2 separate regions of the Mus musculus genome follow, and region 1 is linked to region 2. The links are chromatin contacts, called in public HiChIP or PLAC-seq maps. All regions are on one chromosome and are shown on one strand. Each heading gives the region's core, a stretch centred on a gene start, on an enhancer-like site or on the middle of the called end of the contact. The rest is flanking DNA. Distances are from core to core; before and after follow the strand shown. Region 1 overlaps Dync1h1 (dynein cytoplasmic 1 heavy chain 1). Region 2 overlaps Ppp2r5c (protein phosphatase 2, regulatory subunit B', gamma).

Evidence for each region. HiChIP or PLAC-seq counts read pairs in DNA pulled down with a chosen protein or histone mark.
Region 1: an H3K27ac HiChIP or PLAC-seq map of extraembryonic endoderm stem cells shows a contact between it and region 2. The contact joins two enhancer-like sites. A contact is called at or near these places in 5 of 115 datasets of contacts at active chromatin or transcription factors (differentiating embryonic stem cells, double positive thymocytes, embryonic stem cells and 2 more) and 3 of 9 other capture datasets (adipose tissue, liver and pancreatic islet).

Annotation. Positions count from the first base shown.
Region 1 is chr12:110,635,109-110,640,999 of GRCm38.p6, reverse strand. Dync1h1 (dynein cytoplasmic 1 heavy chain 1) reads right to left here. Exons shown (of 77, transcript NM_030238.2): 30 at 5,256-5,499; 31 at 4,922-5,105; 32 at 4,462-4,674; 33 at 3,656-3,894; 34 at 3,348-3,504; 35 at 2,034-2,261; 36 at 1,036-1,266; 37 at 714-854; 38 at 268-501; 39 at 1-181. Among named protein-coding and RNA genes, the nearest start is that of Gm35558, 29 kb to the right of the region's middle. Within about 2 kb of position 2,624, at least 4 of the 459 cell types and tissues checked have an H3K27ac peak or open chromatin away from gene starts, as enhancers often do. A contact at or near this core is called in extraembryonic endoderm stem cells, where this site is marked.
Region 2 is chr12:110,469,867-110,475,583 of GRCm38.p6, reverse strand. All of the region lies in intron 3 of Ppp2r5c (protein phosphatase 2, regulatory subunit B', gamma), which reads right to left. Gm19605 (predicted gene, 19605) reads left to right here. Exons shown (of 6, transcript NR_168658.1): 4 at 123-199; 5 at 664-1,188. Among named protein-coding and RNA genes, the nearest start is that of Gm19605, 13 kb to the left of the region's middle. Within about 2 kb of position 3,128, at least 36 of the 459 cell types and tissues checked have an H3K27ac peak or open chromatin away from gene starts, as enhancers often do. A contact at or near this core is called in extraembryonic endoderm stem cells, where this site is marked.

The sequences.
Region 1 (5,891 bases), core at 1,375-3,874, 170 kb before region 2:
GTGTGCCGTATTTATCCATATCGGGCAAGTTGATTTCATCACAGAACAAGACCAGCCACTTTCCAAGCTGAACAGGAGCCAAGACAACACCGTTAGGTGTACGCCTGTATTCGCAGTAGTGGTCAAACGTCTTCAGCAACAGCTCTGGTGTAGTGGCACTTGAGAAGTTTAGGCCCACAACCTTTGGTAAGTAAACACAAAATAGCTTCAATGTTCAAGCCCACACTTCACCCCAAAGCTCTTGTTTATGCCATCTGCCGCTCTTACCTCCATGTCAGGCAAGGCCCGGAGAGCACTGAAGAGTGTCATGGTCTTGCCAGACCCAGGAGGGCCACATAAGACCAGGGGTTTGTGTTCAGCCAGCCAAGTGTACAGGAGAGCTTCATGGCGGACTGTATCTAAGGTTGGCACGACGACATCTGGGGCTGCCACCTTGTGTGTCTCCACTTCAATCTGAGGCACCTTGGCCTGCCACGGCGACCACTCTCCACTGATGGACACCTACATACAGACAAGGATAAGTCACTCCGTGGCTTCCGTGCCTCCTGTCTTCCAGGACTACCTAGTTTGATCAGTTTAAATCTCCAAAGTACAGGCAGGACAAGCTCATCCACATTTCCTGCTGTCTGGTGAAGCCAGACACTACAAGATAAGGCCAAGTTCCGGACAGGCTGCTGCTCTAGGACAAATCAGGCTGTGTCCCACCACCTTACCTCATAGTCAATGATGGGGACGTTGGGCGCAGTGGGCAGCGGCACAGTGGTGATCCTCCGGATGTACTCGCCCAGCTCTGCTCTCATCTTCAGCCGGCTGTCTCCAGATAAGGACCAGAGGATGGCGTAAACCAGATAGCGCTATGGATAAGTGAAATTCAATTTTGATGAAATCTGAACCAAATGGAAGACTGACGGCAGGGTTAGGTCTGACCCTCCGTGGACAGTGGGTCCCCTCTGTGACTCTCAGCCCCTGCCTCCCCACGAAAGCTTGACCTTTATCCAGGAGACAACATACAAAGTTGCCAGGCCCAGCCCTGACCTGAATGTAGCGCTCCAGCTGCTCAATCTGCATGGGGAAATCAGGATGGTTGGCATTGTACTGCGCCACGTTGCGGCAGGCCTGGTGCAGCATGGAGAAGAGCGAGCCCAGGCAGCGCAGGCGCGTCAGGTCCATGATGTGCTCCAGCTTGAAGGCGTGCTCCAGCGCCTTGGTGACCAGGCCGTTGGACGTGAAGTACGGCTGCATGATCGTTGCTGCATCTCTTTGAATCTAAGAGGAAGAACAAAAACGCACATGGGGCTGGAGAGGTGGTTCAGTGGTTAAAAGCACAGACTGCTCTGCCAGAGGTCCTGAGTTCAATTCCCAGCAACCACATGGTGGCTCACAACCATCTGTGATGGGATCCGATGCCCTCTTCTGGTGTGTCTGAAGTCAGCAACAGTGTATTTTCATATACACTGAAATTAATACATAAATCTTATGGTGAGGGGGTTTCCATCTACGCTAACCTGTAACTGTGGGAGGGTCATGCGACCTTGAAATAAACAAACTTCGGGTAACAATAGAACAGCCAAGCCTCATTCCTCACTTCTTCACCCTAATGGCTCCTCAGGGATACTACAGTTCACCTGAGCATAGACAAGGGCATCAGTCATGACTTACAAAGAAGTAAGTAAAGGAAACTGCACTTTACATTTTAAAATTATCATGTATGGTGTGTGTGTGTGTGTGTGTGTGTGTGTGAGAGAGAGAAAGAGAGAGAGAGAGAGAGAACAAGAATGCATGCCATAATCCTCAGAGGACAATTTGAGGAATCTAGAGTTCAAACTGAGATCAACAGGGGTGGAGGCAAGTGTCTTTACCACCGAGTCACGTGACTTTCTCACCTTTAAGTTTTCTAATAACTAGCTAGCTTTTGCAAGCTGCTCCAGCGAGTCTCCTCAGGAGCTGTGTAAGAAAGCTGGCTGTTTGCTCTCTCTCTAACCCCACGCTCCTGGACCCAAGCCTGTGGCCCCCAGGATGGGCAGCCTTCACACCTGCAGCATTGGAGAAGCGGCCTCTTCGCCCTCGTCTTCTTTGCCTTTTCGCCTACGCTGTGCCTCGTCCTCCCCTTCATCCAGGGGAATGCTGCGCAGCCTGGCCAGGAAGTTATTGAAGATCATGTCTGTGCTCAGGACGTCCTCACTGAACCACACCATGCCACAGCGAGACACCGTGGCCAGCGTCGCGTATTTCAAGTCCTGCACTTCAAACATTATTCGCACCTTGGAGGAAGAATTAGGCAAACTAAAGCATGAATAGGTTTTGGGTTTTTTTTTTTTTTCACTTAAAAAACAAAAAACAAAAACAGAATACAACTCATACGGCTACAATATAGGTAAGAATGTGGGTAGGAAACTATGCCCTGTTGGCATGGGGCCCAGCTACCTCATGAGGTGCTGTCATAGCAAGCCTCAGTGGGCAGGTTCTCCTATAAATACTGCTCCCATGTTCCACACACCTGAACTCACCCACCTGAACTCCAGCCCATTCTATCTCCACTTACATCCAGAGTTAGGCCACCTGCCCAGATCTCTCACCTGGTCAACAGTGGGGCTAAGATTCTAAGCAGAAGGTCAAAATCCCTACCCTAACCTCAGAGTCACCTATACTAACAAAAACCAAGCTATCAGACCAGAGTCACAATCTACAGGACAGTCAGTCCCCAAAGGGACCTGATAACATCATGGGGGTGGGGGTGGGGGTTGTAAGAAGTTCACACTTTAAGACAATGCTAAACTGGGTTTGGTGGCACACGCCTTTAATCCCAGCACTCAGGGAGGCAGAGGTATGGGGGATTTCTTAGTTCGAGGCCAGCCTGGTCTACAAAGTAAGTTCCAGGACAGCCAGAGCTACACAGAGAAACCCTGTCTCGAAACAAACAAACAAACAAAAAAGACAATGCTGACACAAACATCCAAAGGCCACAGGCCCCACATGTCTCTCACACTGCCTTCTCTTCATACCCTCCTCCCCCAGCCAACCCTACAGACGCCACTGAACTGCCAGCCACTCAGCAGCTCATCTGCAAGGACAACCCTAAGCCTCCTGGAAGTGCACAGTTGGAACTTTGGACACACTGAGCTCTGTGTACACCAGGTGTCCGACACACACGCCTTTTTTGAAGTTCTACTTACAAATCAGGCACAGTAACTGATTAACAAACTATAAAAGTTATCTAAAACTTGTAAGCTGCTTAACTCTGGAATTCTCTACTTAGTATTTCCCGGCTGTAGATGACATGGCTAACTGAAGTCTTGAACTGTGGAACGGGGGACACAGCTAAGGAGCACAGACGGGTGGGTACTCACATTGGGAGGCAGGCTAAGGCGCTCTCCATTAGGCAGCGTCAGGAGCTTGTTGTCATCCAGCACGGAGTTCAGGTTCTCCACCCACTCGGGGTCCACATCGCCATCAAAGACAATCCACTGGCGTTTCTGCAGCTCACCTCTCACATTGTCTATGATCCTAGTTTACAAAAAAATTTCAAAGGCTTACTCAAGTCAGCTTTGAAATGCCCCCCCTCCGGATGGATCCTGTTATTTGTGTGAACAGAGTGACTGCATGCGCTTGGATCCTACAGTCCCGGAAATGCAAACATCAAACAGGGCAAACATACTTTCTCAGCACGTGTGTGAAGAGTCCGTCTGTCCACTCCCTGGTGTTGGGATCCAAGGTTCCGTAGAGGTGGTCTTTGCTGATGGCCTTGGGGTCAATTATGTGGGCCACGCCCTCCACACCCTCAAGCCTCTCTAGAGCCTTCAGCAGCACTCGCCAGGCCATGCTCTTCCCACTTCCTGAAGGCCCAACCATCATCAGGCCGTGGTTAATCTGCGTGATCTGATAGAGCTGGAGAACCTGCAGGGCCAGAGGTCAGCACTGAGACCGTTAGGTAAGAGACACGCAGGCTCTGTGGCGCTTCTGGTGACGCTGAGCAAGAAATGGAATGTCTTAATCCCTAAAGCCAGGAACGGCAAGAATCTGCGGGAACCACATCTCAAAGGCATCCTACACAGGGAGGCAGCGGGGCTAGCGGGATAGACGGCTTCTATGCTCTCTGTATACGGAAACATCCGAAGATTCTCCAAGGATGAGAAAAGAGCAAATGCAAAGGACTATTTCATATAGAGTTCTCAGGTCAACACACGCAGTGTAAATAACAGCAGAGAAAGGAAGTGCAGCTGACTGTCAACTGAGACTTAACTCTCGGCCTGGGAAATCCTTAAAGGCATAAGCACTTCATTACAATCATACTTTTAGTCAGCATTTTTAGAGGTAGTGCTACATGTAAGAGACATGTTTTCCTACCTGGGTGTTAGTAAAGGGACATTCAAGCAAGCCTTGGGCAAATCTAAGTCACTCTATGCCCACACTAGCCTCGGTGAACCGGTCTCCTCAGATGGGCGGGAGCAGCAGTTACAGTACCTTTTCAACCCACATCCCGCCAACTTCTTCTCCGTCGCCATATGTCAAGTACATCTCCTGACACACTTTCTTCAGCTCTTCTCGAAGGGCTGTCATCTCCCCACGGTGGTACTGGACTCCAGGAAACACGTCAGACAGGAGGCTGAAGAGCAGCGGGATATCTTCTGCCACCAGCTTGGGCACCATTGTCTCGCAGACACTCTGGATCAGAATCTACGGGGTGGGAGGAAGAAGCCCAGACAGGGATCGATCATACTGAGAACTCAGGGGGAATTTCAGAACATGCATGTTTTCACTTGTAAGCGGGGTGTGGTGGTGGGTACCGTGATCTCAATGCTTGGGAGGATGAGGACAGCCATGAGGTTCAAGGCTAGCCTAGGCTACATAGTACATAGTGGGTTCAATTTCCATTGACCTGGTCTACAGAGTGAAGGGGAAACAGACAGCGTTCTGTACAAACCTCCTGCTCAGGTAGGTTCTCAGCAATCTCTCCTTCATCAACTGCTTCCCCCCGTTCTTCTTTCTCCCTCTTTATCTTCTGGATCCTCTCCCTCTTCACATTGCCTGCACTTACAAGCACACTCTTCAAAGCCCGAAGCCCAAAGTCATAATGGCTTTGAGAAGACAGTTGCTCATCACACAGTCTGAAAGAGAAAAGCCTCTTTAACAGAGTGCCCTTTAAGCAAACAGCATTTACAATGAAGGAGTGAGATGGGCATCTGAGAGACAAGGGGTTGGACAGCAACAGTAACCATCAGCTAGACACATGCCTGAACCGGCCCTCAGCTACTCACTTGAAGAACGGGACGATCTTGTTGGCAAGGACCTCAGCAGTCCGGAAGCCCTGCGAGTACAGCATGACCTGGGCGATCAGCTGCCGGTCAGGCTTGGTCATCGCCAAGCTCCGGAAGAGCTTCTTGAGGTTGTCGGGGAGGTTTGAGCGACCTGCATAGCCTGGGTTCATGGTGATGAAGATAGCCATGTCTGGGCTAACCTTGACTTGTTTGTTCAGCAGCTCACAAGTAATGGGGGCTGAGGCTGAAATGAGATGACACAAACTTACTGAAAACATTCGGGAGTCTCTAAGATGACAGAACACCACTCACTCGACCTCAGAGGCTCTACCTGGGCTACTCTGACCGGCCAGGCCAACCCCTCTGTTACTCCTATGGTCAGGCACACAGAGGGCACCTGTGAAGCCACCAGAGGCTCACTGATTGGGCAAGCAATGCTGAATGTCACAGGGCAACCGGGGGTCAAACCTGTCAGTGAATCCAAGTGACACAACCAAGAATCATGAGGATCACCTCCTTTTAGCATCAGCTCAACTTACAAAGTAAACCCTCCAGCCGCCTAATGACTAAGGATGTGCGTATTTGCTCTGTGAGAGACTACAGGGTTGCCCTGATATTCATCTTTTCTTCAGGTCT
Region 2 (5,717 bases), core at 1,879-4,378:
TGACCACTCTTTCTTTGTTTAGCTCCTATCAGCTTATCTGTGTAGTTTGGGGACAGCTATGCTGGTTGCCAGCTTTCTGAGTCTGCTTCCTTATAGGGTGTCTCTTTCCCTCCCATTGGCAGGGAGCAGTTGTGGCTGAAGGCCTTTGTGGGCTACAATGGGAACTGGCAGGCCAACGTGGTCTGGAGGCCCGACACAGGTAGGCTCCTATCCTGTAACTCCAGTTTTAGGAGATCTGATGCCTTTTTCTGACCTCCACAGCCACCAGACACAGACATGGCACACGTGTATATATTCAGACAAATCATCCATGCACATAAAATGAATAACAACACTAAGCTAAAAAAAATTTTTTTAAAGGCATGGGTAGGGTTGAAATCCTGCATTTTAACATTAGAAAGAAAGATGAAATCAACGATAATAAAATAGTCACGCATAAAAGGTTCAGAGGAAACTGGTAATCCAAAGTCAGAATAATGCCTAGCCTAGTTTTCATATATCTAGTTGGTAAGAAAATAATGTCTGTTAGCCCACTCCACTCCTGACTCTGAAGGGATTAGCGAGGCCACGAAGCATTCCTGTATGGCTGACTGATGTGGGATTCATGGTCAGGACAACAGAGTGGACCTCACAAGCTATTCCTGCGCTTTCTGCATTGCATAGGGGGGATGTGACTGCGTGACAGAGAGCAGTCGGCCAGCACCATCACTTCTGCTAGGCCAACACAGATGATGTTGCTTCCACAGTGAAGAAAAATGTCATCGCCTGAGTCACACAGCCTCACCTTTGATGTACTCCAGCCAAGACAGCCTCCACTTAGAGCACCTACAAGGGGGAGTGGGGCGCTGAGTAGCAGCTGGCTCGGCAGACTATTTATTAGTCAAGTGTCACGGCTTAAGGAATTCCCAAACTGCAAGTATTTGGCAAAAGGATTCTGGCCCAAGAAAAACAAACAAAGCCTGCTGGAGGACTTTCATTCTAAGGCCTCGATTTGTTAAAAATATTTGAGGATGGTGATTAGCACATCATAAAAATAAAGAGGCGCGCAGAAAGAAGACATTATGAGCTTGATGTCACAACTGCTGGTGTTAGTTTTTCTGACAGAGGCTGGAAAACACCGGTGTTTGCTCTATTTAAAGAAAAGAGTTTGACAGTACATGCAAGAGGATAGCAGAATATTTTCAAGTGGTAAGACATTTCTTTTGGATGTGGGTATTAGAGGTGTAAGTAAGCACACGTGTGTGTGTATGTGTGTGTGTCTGTGCAATACATGTATGTACACACATCCATACAAGTATGTGTGCACAGGGTATGGATGTATGTACATGTATACCCAGTATGTGTATGTACACATGTGTTGTAAGCATGTGTGCATGTATGCATGTGTATACATGTATGTGTATATGTGTACACATATGTGGGGTGTGTGTGTGTGTGTGTGTGTGTGTGCATATGCACACGTGTGCTTGTGTGTACCTGTACCAAGGCCAGCTGAGATGTCAGGTGTACTCCTATATTGTTCTCTGCTTTATTCCTTCAGCACAGAGTCTCTCTTTGAACCTAGACCTTGCTGGTTTTCATCTAGGTAGACAGCCAGATGCCCAGAGATTCTGTCACATCACTAGCCACTCCCAACTCTGACCCTAGAGGCTGGTCTTACAGGCAGGTACAGCCACACCCAGAATTTTACATGGATGTTGGAGGCCTGAACTTGGGTCCCCAAACTTGTGTTTCCTGCACTACAACCTACCAAGCTATCTCCCAAGCCCACAAGGAAAATTAAAAAAAAAAATTAACTACAACATCCAGAAATGAAAAAGACAACCATGTGAAATTAAAAGGTAAACAGATGGGCTGCGGAGGAGACACACCAGGAGAGTCTCAGTGAGACAACAGGGAACAGGTATTCAAAAAACCAGGGTGATTCTGTGCCTGCTACTGAGAATTAGGGGTACATGAGATGGGTTTCTCTGTATAGCCCTGGCTGTCCTAGAACTCACTTTGTAAACCAGGCTGGCCTTGAACTCAGAAATCCGCCTGCCTCCCAAGTGCTGGGATTACAGGCATGCGCTACCACAGCCCGGCCTTGTATTTAGTTTTTATAATACTGATGAGTGAATTGTATGATAAAATAAGAGGACTCACATCCAAACACACAAAAGAAACTATATTTCAATAAGAAAGTCAAGTTAAAGACATCTAGAGCTGCTGGGCGTGGATGGGCACGGGCATGCCCACACCTTTGATCCCAGCACTTGGGAGGCAGAGGCAGACAGCTAGCTCTCTCAAAATTTGAGGTCAGCCTGGTATACATTAGCAATACACCTGGTACATTTAGATACATGCAGGTAAACACTCATACACACAAAATAAAAATAAATACATCTTAAAAAATGAAAATGAGCCGGGCGTGGTGGCGCACGCCTTTAACCCCAGCACTTGGGAGGCAGAGGCAGGTGGATTTCTGAGTTCAAGGCCAGCCTGGTCTACAGAGTGAGTTCCAGGACAGCCAGAGCTATACAGAGAAACCCTGTCTCGAAAACCCAAAAAAAAAGAAAAAAAGAAAGAAAGAAAACGGAGGAAGCAAGAGACTGGGCTCAGATGTTAAGATCTCTGGCTTCTCTTCCAGAGGTCCTGAGTTCAGTTCCCAGCAACCACATGGTGGCTCACAACCATCTGTAATGCAATCTGATGGCATTCAGGTGTCCATGCAGACAGCTTTCATATAAATGAATGAATCAAGAAAGAAAGAGACAAACAAACAGAGAAAGAGGACAAAATCTATGAGTCATAACAGAGAGGCAAGAATGATTTGACACGTGTAACCAATAAACTTATCACATTAACAGAATGATAGACAGAAAGGCTGTATGACCATCGTGACATCAGACACAGGAAGAACCCATGGTACTCTGTGATGGTGCATGTCTGTAATGCCAGCCCTCAGGAGGCAGAGGCAGGTAGGGCTCTGTGAGTCTGAGGCCAGCCTGGTCAACATACTTTTAATTTCTACTTTAGTGGGTTCTGAGAAGGCCAGGCTGATTCTTTGATAGGCTTCACATTGGGAGTTAAGGAGACTAGGCCCAAATCTCTGTTTCTGAGAACCGGGCAAGTCCAGGCAAGTCCCCAGAAGCTGCCCCGCCCATCATCTGGCCTGAGGCAAGGACAATGGGTCAGCAGCAGCTTCCAGACCTTCCACAGCAGGTTCCCAGCCCTTACACCCAGGTAAAGGAATCTGCATAGAGATGGACCCAACAGATTAACACAGAGGTCACCTACCCAGAAATTCCCTAACGTGCTTTAAATCAGGCCTGTGAGCTCACCTGTGTGTCTCTCTATTCGGGTAATGGGAGACCCCAGCATGCTGGACTTGTGCAGAATAAAACACTCGTTGTGTTTACATAGTTTGAGTCCAGGGTATCATTCTTCAGAGAATGATAGACCCTTACAGGTTCCAGTACAAAAAAAAAAAAAAAAAGGAAGGGAAAACAGAGAGACAGAGGGAAGAAAGGACAGGCACAGAGGGACACATTTCACAACAAAGGCTGTGTGTACTGAGTGGGAAGAGCTGAAAGCATTCCTTGAGGTCAGGAGCAACAGGAGGACGCCATCCTCACACTCTTACTCAAAGCATGCTATAGTCCTAGACAGAACGATCCAACACGAGAGGGAAATCAAGGGCAACCAAACTGAAGCTATGGCAGATAGCATGGCCTTACCATATAGAGGGCTTTTATGTTTGCTTTGTTGTTTTCGAGACAGGGTTTCTCTGTGTAGCCCTGGCTGTCATAGAGCTCATTCTGTAGACCAGACTGGTCTTGAACTCACAGAGATCCACCTTCCTGATTCCCTGAGTGCTGGATCTTAAGGTATGTGTCACCACCCTCAGCTGATAGCCTTAACTTTAAAACAAGGTCATTTCTATTTTTATGTGTATGGCTATTTGGTCTGTTTGTACATCGGTGCACCAGATGTGGGCCTGGCTCCTGGAGAAGCCAGAATTATGGGACTGGATCACGTTGTGGTTTGAATGAAAATGCCCCCCACACCCACCCCACCCCCACCTCACCCCTGTAGGCTCATAGGGAGTGGTGGTATTTGAAAGGATTAGCAGGGGTGGCCTTGTCGGTGGAAGTGTGTCACTGGGGGTGGGCTCCTGGGTTTCATTTCTCTCTTCCTGCCTGTGGATCTGGATGTAGAACCTTGACTCCGTCTCCAGCGCTGTGTCTGCTTATGTGTAGCCATGTTCTCTGCCCAGTGATAATGCACTAAGACTCTGAAACTATAAAGCAGCCCTAACTAAACGTTTTCCTTTCTAAGAGTGTCTATGGTGTCTCTTCATAGCAATAGATCAATGACTAAGGCCGGTCCCCTGCAACCAGGGTGAGCTGCCACGTGAGGGCTGGGGCTTGAATCTGGGTCCTCTGGAAGAGCAGCCAGTGCTCTTAATCACTGAGCCATCTCTCCAGTCCCTATATAAGAAAGTTTAAGGGTTTCGTTAATAAATAAATACCTACCAAAACTGATAAAAGAAAAAAATGATGTAAGAATTTTGTAATGCTGCCAAGAACAAAAATCAACATTAAAAAAAAAAAATGAGTGTAAGTTAGACCTAGCACTGCAAACCACAATCCCAGGTTTAGGAGGCTAAGGTAGGATGCTAACAAATTCAGAGCCTGTTTGGACTAGAGGGTAAGTTTAAGAATAGTCTGGCCAAATTAGTGAGTTTATGTTGCAAAATAATAAAGTCAAAAGAAGGCTGGTGGTATAGCTCAGTGGTTGAGCACTTTCCTAGGGCGAATAAGGTCCTCGGGTCAATCAGTGGTACAGTAAGAAGAAAAAGGACAGCCAGGGTAAGCTGGGCACCATGGTGTGCGCCTGCAGACCCGGCTAGGCTGGGCACCGTGGTGACCCAGCTACTTGCAGGCATCACTTGGGCTCACAAGTTCAAACCTGGAGAACATACCAAGATTATTTCAAAAGACAAAAGCAAACTCAAAGAAAAATTCTAGGATCATTAGTATGTATAGACAACAAATTTGCAGAAAAATAAAGGACACATTCCCACCCATAATGAACATAAACAATAACGGGCTCAGGAATACACTTAAGGAGGAGAGTGATGCGTCTCTGGAAAGGGAATTACAAAGCACTGACGGGACAGATGGAAGGGGACACACCAAGATGGAAGAATATGACCCCATGTCCATGGGTTGACTGAAGGAACATTATATAAACGCCTATACTACCTAAGGTAACCTGACCAATTCAATATAACTTCTATCAAAATACTAAATGCCATTCTTCACAAAACTAGAAATAAAAACAAGCACCAGGGTCTGTGTGGTCCCCAGACTAACCTTGTGGTGCCGGGAATCGATGGCGGGCCTTCTGGATTCTGGACGAAACCTGCTCTCAGACCCACCCCAGCAACTGTGAGCAAAAGGAACAAAAAACTCGAAGAATCAAAGAACTCGACCTCAAATATAGTCTACAAAGCTGTGGCACCGGCGTAAAACTGATACAGACTAATGAAACTGAATTGAAAACCAATAAATCAATCCACGGACAGTCACCTGAAATATATGCCACGGAGAAGAGCAGTCTGCTAAATGGTGCCAGCAAAACTGGACAGCCACATGTAGAAGTGTGACACCAGACTTCTGTTCTCCTCAACATATAAAGATTAACTTGAAATGGATCAAATATTTAAATCT